Linked DNA regions of Mustela erminea: region 2 is linked to region 1. The links are chromatin contacts, called in public Hi-C maps. All regions are on one chromosome and are shown on one strand. The core of a region is the stretch at or near the end of the contact, and the rest is flanking DNA. Distances in the headings are between cores, read along the strand shown.

Region 1 (4,274 bases), core at 1,205-3,704:
TAGGGCTAAGCTGTGGGAGGCTTAGAGTAGCCTAAGTCCCCTTTAACACTCCAACCAGAACCTCATTCAGCAGAAACACTAAGAATTTCCTGCATTGCTACTTTTCTACTCCCTCCTTCTCCTTCTTCTAGGTAACACCCACTCATCTTTAAAGACACAACCAGACATCAAGTCTCGGAAGTGGAGTTAGGCAACACTCCCCCCAGTGCTCCACTAATATTCCAAGAATGCTGCCATGTATATAACTACTCATGAATCTGTTGTCTCTACTACTATAGGAGCTTCTTGAGAGAAGAGACTGTTGTTTAAATTCATCTTTGCAACAGCAATGGCCAGTCTAGTACACTGTGCACAGCAGATGATCAAACTATTTGTTGGCTTTACAATCGAAAGAAGCACTTCTTAATACATCTGCAATACAAATAAATGAGAGCCTCCCTCTCCTTTCTTATTCCTTTTTTTTTTTTAAAGATTTTATTTATTTATTTGACAGACAGAGATCACAAGTAGGCAGAGAGGCAGGCAGAAAGAAAGGAATGGAAGCAGGCTCCCTGCTGGGCAGAGAGCCCCATGTGGGACTCGATCCCAGGACCCTGGGATCATGACCTGAGCCAAAGGCAGAGGCTATAACCCACTGAGCCTTTCTTTTCTTAAGGACAAATTCTAACAGCTTGAAATGGGGTGGGGGGGAAATCAGTGTATTCTCCACAAAGAAGAGATTGATGGACTGCTACTGATCTGATAAAGGACCCAAGGAAAAATTTACCTTCCTAAAGCAGAAAGTAAAGTCATTTTTTCTTCAGGGCCATTGGAGTTTCACCACCCAAAGTATAGCTGGCAAAGAGTTTTGCAGATAATGATCAAGTAGTTTAAGAATCTGTGCACGGCTCGTTCACTCCCAGTATTGTTTACTCTAAGTTTATGATATTGTCATTCGCTAAAGCGCCATGAAACCACAAGTGTGGTTCTCTGAATTTTGCTTTTTACTGTTCAGATAAATTCAATAATAGAGATGTGCACGCTCTGTCACTGACACGTATAATGGGACGCCAACCCAGAATAATCCTCAAAGGAATGGTAGCACCTGGTACTAATTTTTTCTGTTTGAGTAAATAAAAATGTAAGTTTTGCCTTTAAGGCTCAAACAGCATTTCCAATGCATGTGGAAAATAGTCATCTTAAAACAGAGCTGGTTGAATCATCTGACTAGAAAAGCAAGGGATAAGGCCTCTTCCCGATTTCCTGTCCCTCTTCAGCAAGGCTTTCCAAAATTCTACTCCTGCGTCGTTCCTACATCATCTCATGTGACTCCTGGATATCAAGTTCTCAAATGGCCTGTCCTGGAAAGGAAGTTTCCATACGCTCATGCCTCCAGACTAGCCTTTCAAGCCCTCCTTAATCATCCATCCCTCCGCATCTCCACACACACATTCCCAGAACTATGATAGGAGCCCTAGAGAAATTCAGGAACCCTAGAAGAGCGAAAAAGGGGTGGGGTGGCTGCTCCATGTTTCCTCCTTGTTTAAAGAAACAAACAAACAAACAAAAAACAAAAGCGGCACACAGGCTTTTAAGTTTATGCCGAGTGAAGCCTGGGAAAGTCCTGTCTAGAGTGGCCTCACGGGTGTGTCTCTGCGGCTGCACCCGGGCCCGAGGTGGGGTCAAACGGAAAAGATGCGGGCCTGAGCGAGTGCCAAGGGATCTGGGGGCTCGGGTCTGAATAAACAAGAACCTGGACGAGCCAGAACGCGTCAGAGGCCAACAGGCGCCAGGACTTCGGGAAGGCGATCCTTAGGTACAGTTCCAGCGCTCAGAAGGGAGAGCCGTCCTCAGGCACAGGATTCCCCACAGCCTAGGTCGGGCCGGAGAAGGGGGCTCTCCCGGTCCATAACGGACGAAAAACTCAGGGGCCGTATCACCGAGCCGGAGCAGGCCGGGTAAAAACCAGATGAACAAGTCCCCGGCCCGGGGGCCCGGGCCCGGTGGTCGCAGCGAGCTCCGCAGGACCGGTAGGGCCCGAGACGCGCCACGCCTCGGTCTCCACGCTCCACTTACGTCGTTGACCGTCGCTGCCCAGAGCCCGGGCTCCGGGACGGCGCCCACAGCCGCCGGCGCCCAGCACAGGAGGTAGAGGGCGACGCGAAGCAGCGGGGCCCCGACAAGAAGGCGGCATCCGGGCTGCAGCCGGGCTCCGATGCGGCAGGCGGCGGCCATCTTGACACGGAAGCCGCACCTGGCGCTCCGAGACGCCCGCCACGCCCCGGGTCCGCACCTGGTGAGCTCCGCCCCCGGGAGGCGGGCTCGGGTCGGGTGGTGTGTCTCTAACTGGGAGGTGGACGAGGGGGTTTGGGCTTGGGCGAGGAGGCGCGGTTCGGGCCCGCGAAGCTGGGCTGAGGCCCGGGCGCAGGCGTGGAGCTAAAGAAACTAGAGCAAGGCTAGGAGGGGTGGGCGGGTCAGAGAGTGGAGGCGGGCCTCGGGGCGGAACCGGAGTGGGGAGGCGGGGCTAGATTTGGGGGTGGGGCCGGGATGGGAGGCGGGACTAAGGGGAGGGCCCGAGTGTGGAGGCGGGCTACGGGAATAGGCGGGGTGTGGGCGGGACCATACTGGGGTCGGAGCAGGCTGGGAGGCAGGGCCAGCCTGAAGTCGAAAATTCAGGTCCTAGATTTAACTGTGGTTGTGGTCCGAGCTTAGTGGAGAGTATGGGATGGTTTCATGTCAAACTTCTGCTCTTTGTGTCTCAGTTTCTTGCATCCTCTGCACGTGCTCCTACCCCAGTCCTCTCAGCTCAAGGGAAACAAACCGTTCTCTAAATTCATGGAAAGTGGTCCAGAAAGTACTTTGAGGTCAGGGTCCCTGAACCCAAGCGTAACGTCGGTAGCACAGTTAGTAATTTTCAGACAAATAAAGCCTCCTGGTTACTTAAAGCTGAAAGTGGCAGGGCTTACGTCTATCTTATTGTGTACTTCGCCCAGCGTTTTCGTCTTTGAAAGCTTGCTGTCAAAGAGAACTCCTTTATTGTCAAATGTAAGTAATGTCCAGAGGAAGAATACAATCCCGGATTAATATTGTTATAACTTAAAATAGAACTGATTTATAGTCAAGAGGCTCTCTCTGCCTTATCAGTCACTCTAGTCACTTACTCAGCCAGTAATTACTGAGGGTCTAGTCCAGTGTTCTGAGTTGAGATTCATGTACATATATAAATGTGAAGATTGAATTTGTGATAGCTCCTTTTCACAAGAAACTTGTAATTATATATAATTTTTTTATTGTGCCAGATTTTTATTGTTTACTAATGCTTCCTTGTTATACAACCATCAAAATTTGAGAGCACGGAGATAGATTTCTGGAACACTGGCCAATCCTGCCCAGTAGGTGGCACTAGCAGTTTGAAAGATATTTGCTATAAATTCGTGTACTGTAAATGTCTTTGTTATCCAGAAGTCTTTAACTTCCAACTTCAGTTGATGATGCTATGTATATATATGTATATGTATATGATTAAAATCATTAAAACCTTAATTCAGTCAACAAATATTGTGTGGCTTAGTGCTAAGTATTGCACATTTGTACAGATTGCTGGTAATAGACTCAACAAGGATTTTACATTATTAAAGTATAAGTACTGTTGTCATTTAGATTTTGTGGCTATTTTATTAAAACATAGCTTCCAAGGCAGACTAGAACTACTGTCACTGGGGCGCCTGGGTAGTTAAGTGGGTTAAGCCTCTGCCTTCAGCTCAGGTTATGATCTCAGGGTCCTGGGATCCAGCCCCAGCCTGCTTCTCCCTTTCCTCCCTGCTCATGCTCTCTCTTGCTATCTCTCTCAAATAAATAAATAAAATCTTTTTTAAAATTTATAAAAATTTGTAGGAGACTTCTGCTAGATGGAGCAGTGGGACCAAGTTACCCTCCTGCCTAAAACAACAACAATAAACAGACCAAATATGAAACAACAGTTTTCAAGACACTGGACAGCAGGTAATGGACAATTATCACATTCCATAAGAAATAGATAGATAGATAGATAGATAGATTAATTCAGGCCCTCTTATTGGTCCAGCTTACTAGCTTAAAAAAGTTTCCAGATCAAAATATGGGGAAGAGAAACCAAAGCAGACCTAGAAGATTCCCAGAGGCTGGAAGATGGAATCCAATGCTAGTTTGTAGGACTGAATTTGGAGAGGAAAGAGCTGTACAATGAGGGAATCTTGGGATCTCTAGATGGTTCTCCTCAAATCTTCAGCAAGAACTGATCAGTTTCTACATGTGAA
Region 2 (4,274 bases), core at 879-3,378, 150 kb after region 1:
ATGCTTCTTTGGAGGACATGGCAGAAGTGCAGTAAATTAGTTGCCTGTAGGAGTCTACACCAGGGCTTCCATGTTCTGACCAAGGGGATACCTCAAATGCTAGCAGAAGAGAATGGGAGGATGATGGAGATAAACAGGAAATGACTGTTCTCTGAAACTTCCGGGTTTGTGGTTTGGACCCCCAGGAGTGCAGGTTAGCAGCAGAAGCTAGATTTGCTTTCTTAAGAGATTTTGTTAGATCATGAGAGCAAGCAGTGCTGTGATTGACTCTGGAGTGCTGTGAGGAGAGAATGATTTGTTCGGCCACTCTGCGGGGAACACAGCCTTGCTCTGGCACCTGAGGACGGATGGTCTTTGAGACTACTGGAGGGCAATGTCAACATCCCCCTTGGTGTCTTTACAGAGGGCATTGTCAGCTGAGGTTGCAGAGAAGCATCTTGAGAGAATTTGCAAATAGCAGGGGAACACTCAGGACAGAGAGCTGAGTTGAATCCTTCCAGTGACTCCGCTTTACAGATTGGATAACTAGCAGCATAAGAAGCTCTTTATGGCTTATGCTGCCTGCATTCCTTAAAAGACAAGTTTGATGAGTGTTGATGTTCAAGCTGGAGAGCATGAAGGAAAAGGAAAAGGACGCAGGAAGCACAAGAAGTGCTGAGTTGGAGCTGCTTCACACAGGATGCCAGAACATCAGGAATCAGCTTGGCAGGTGGCGCGCTCAGCCACACACATCTCCTGACAGGTGTGCAGAGAAACCATGCCTTACACTAGTCCACCTGGGGGAGAAGGAAAGGGAATTTATTTGTCTGGCTCCTCCTGGCCTTGTTCCTACTGATCAATTTGCCTTGATCAAAATTTGTTCCTCGTATCAGGCCAGGGAAGTCTGGGGTATTTTGGTTTCAGGCAAATGACTACAGTGAAAGGCAGGTCTACTCAAGCTTCTTAAAGAGTCTCTGGCTTAGTCCTTTTGGGCTACCATAACAAAAGTACCATAAACTGCCTGGCTTATAAGCAACAAGTATTTATTTCTCACAGTTTTGAAGTCTGGGATGTCCAAGATCAGGGTGCTGGCAGATTGGGTATCTGGTGACACCTGCTGTCGGCTTCACTGATAGCTGTCTTTTGCTGTGTCCTCACTTGGTGGCAGGGGCCCGGAGTTCTGTGGGGTTTCTTTTAGAAGTACATTAATCCCATTCATGTGGGCTCCACCCTTATGATCTCAGCACCTCCTAAAGGTCCCATTTCCTAATACCTTCCCGTGGGGCATTGTTTCCACACATGAATTTAGATAGGACACAAACTTTCAGTCCTCAGCAGCCTCTTTCCTGTTGGAGCGAAGAATTTGAGAAAACTAAACCCTGAAGGCTGACATTCCAAATAAAAGGAAGATAATGGACCAAGATACCAGAGCCAGGAAGTGCAAAACGTGTTAGGAGAATCCCAGTGGACTTAAAAGTTTCGGCCCACTTTACATTTCTGGATGAAGCACTTGAACTTATTTTTTAGGCAATAACACGCTAATCAATAGTTTTAACCCAGAGATATCACGCTATGGGAGATTAGAGCTTGTGGTATTGTACAGTTGAGTCCACAAACACAGAGGAAGGGATAAAGCTGGGTTAAACCCTGTCTGTGAGACACTTGGGGGAAGTGTCTGTGAAGCTCAGAAATTGCAACCTACGTTTTTATGGGGGGGGGGGCTGCCTAACTTTCATCAACTTTTCTAAGGGTCCGGAACCCAAAAAGTTAAAGTGCCCTGCCAAAGAGAGAAAATCAGCACGTCCCTTTCTGTCCTAAGCCTGGAAGTACATAGCTCCCGTTTGGGGACTAGGAGACTGGAGTGAAACCAGCCTGAATATCTCCTCATTCAGAGGTAAGAGGCAGTTTCAGTTGTAATGACATGACCTGGAGAAAGATCTTGGATGCCAGGAGGGAGCTATCACGGTACACACTCCAGCAGACACAGGCCGGATTCAGAGATCCACGTTGCGCGCAGGGAGATGAAGCACCCTGCACATCCTGCCTCATACTTTCTTCCCCAGCTGCGCGGGCGCTAGGACCCAGGCCCGGCCGCGCGCCACCCGCGACGCTCCACCCCGCCCCGCCCCGCCCCTGCGCGAGGCAGGACGGGAAAGCCAAGATGGACGCGTTCATTTGAACATCTCGCCTGAGTGGCTTCCTAGCACTCCTGCCTGTACCTGCTTGTCGTTCGCTGTCGCGCCAGTAGCTGCTGCCCGTTCTTCCTCCGGAATAGGGGAGGGAGAGGGAATGAGAAGCTGCAGCGGCCGAGGAGTCACCGTGACCGACCCCGCCGCTGCCCTCGGGCCCCCTCGGCCCCGCGCCTCCGGGGAGCAGCCGGGGCTCGCCGCGCCTGACGCGTCCCGAGTTACACAGGTGTGGGCCTGGGCCCGCAGCGTCCGGTGGTTCACCGCGTGCCCTGTGACCCTGCACCCACCCCGAGCTGACCTGCGTTCGGTGACCAGAGGGCAGGGAGCCTAGGGGCAGGCCCTGAGCGCGCGTTTGCGCCAAGTGGCCCCCGGCCTGCGGACTGGGCTTTCCGGGGTGCACCTCCCCGTGCCGCTCCTCGCCGACTTCCTTCCAGAGCTAGATGCAGTGTCCCATGTGGGCCTCAGCTTCTATATCGGCCCCTTGCTTCTCGGTCAGGATTTTTTTTGAGGCCCAGGGGCTTAGCTTGTTGGGTTTCATCTAACCCTAAAGAGGCTGTTCCTGCTCTACGCATGATGCCTTTCCTGTGCATTTGGGTTTCTCTCTTCTCGAAGCAGTTTTGTGGTTACCTTTGGCAGGGTAGTTTTTGTTTATTGTAAACAATGCCGATAACTTGATTTATAGCTTATCAATGTAATATAGTACTTTTATATGTAGCTTTTTATGTTGCCCTATTAAGCACATAGAAATTTGGGTTACTATAAAGGTATTAAATATGTTTTAATCGTACAAAAAGATACTGCACTGTTAAAATAATTTTGTAATAATGTAATTTTCTCAAAGTTTTAATAGAATAACATTTCGAAATTGCACAACTGAAGTTGGATAAAGTCGCAAGTTTAATGCTGGCTGTCCTGTTGACTAGGAAATAGGAAGACCAGCAGAGTTTTGTTGTTTTCTTGTAAGTTTTATAAGGCACGTTATTAGTTATGTCCTAAATTCAACTGTTCTCAATTCTGAATTTTAGCAGGAGGAAGTAAGTGCCACCATTGTGACATACAGTTGTCTCAGGAATAATGTTAATTCACAGCAAAATAGGTTTGCAACCCTGGTTGCTGCATAGGAGCTAAAGAGGCTTTGAGATAGTGCAGCAAGGAAAACCACTGATGCCCAAAAAAACATCTCAAATGAGAACTCTAAATCAAATTTAATTAAACTCTTCATTTTGAGTGCTTTCCAGATACTAAACGTTGTCTGTGGTGTTGACATCAAGTGTTTGTTTTGATTTCTTTGTTCGAGGATTGCAGTTTAAATGTGTTGCCACAAAACCTATTTCTAATGTCGGTGTTGTCTCAGACAGAACTGGCTTCCACTTTACATACCATATTGCAGAGTATCAGAATTTTATTAGCTGTCGGTTGCTGTATACAGAAATGTTTTGGAGGTAAAGAAGTATTTTTCCACCCACAGCTCATCTACATCTAATGAACTGTGCTGTAATAGATTAAAAGATAGCACTCTTAAATTTGCTACAAGCATGAATATTTCATGGCCAGGATTATTCCTGCCTTGGTTCTGGTTTGACCAAAAATTGGAATTGGTTGTAATTCATGTTTAAATGAATTGGGGTGTCAAAACTGTGGATGACACTTGAGAGTTTATTAGGTCTTTTGTGGACTGGTCAACCAAAGCAGTACTTCAACTACTGATGAGTTAGAAGTAATTTTTTTGTTGTTGTTTCAATATGCCGGTGATCCTTTTAGTATGCTTCTCATGAAATCTGGAGGGCCTTTTGATGTTATGATTACTTGTATACCTACAATATAATAGGATTGTTTGACACTCATCTAAGGATTAATGACTCTTCTGTAAACTTTTATGATATTTTTATTCTGGTTTTGATGTTAGAAGCTGACCAGAATGTGTTTGAATTCATGCAGAAATAATGTTGATATTTGGAACCCATGTCGAACTTCTATGAAGAAAGGGCAACGATGATTGCAGCCGGGGATTTGCAGGAATTTGTTCCTTTTGGTCGAGACCACTGCAAGCACCACCCTAATGCTTTGAACCTTCAGCTTCGCCAGCTACAGCCAGCATCTGAGTTA

The links. A called contact is a pair of places that touch in the nucleus more often than the background predicts.
Region 2: a Hi-C map of fibroblasts shows a contact between it and region 1, with 7 times the contacts expected there. The contact joins the promoter of ANAPC1 here to the promoter of TMEM87B in region 1. A contact is called at or near these places in 2 of 3 Hi-C or Micro-C datasets (fibroblasts and spleen).

The regions. Positions count from the first base shown.
Region 1 is chr7:104,947,723-104,951,996 of mMusErm1.Pri, forward strand. TMEM87B (transmembrane protein 87B) reads right to left here and starts at 2,455. Exons shown (of 19, transcript XM_032352764.1): 1 at 2,056-2,455. The coding sequence starts at 2,214.
Region 2 is chr7:105,099,024-105,103,297 of mMusErm1.Pri, forward strand. ANAPC1 (anaphase-promoting complex subunit 1) reads left to right here and starts at 2,129. Exons shown (of 48, transcript XM_032352771.1): 1 at 2,129-2,659; 2 at 4,107-4,274. The coding sequence starts at 4,131.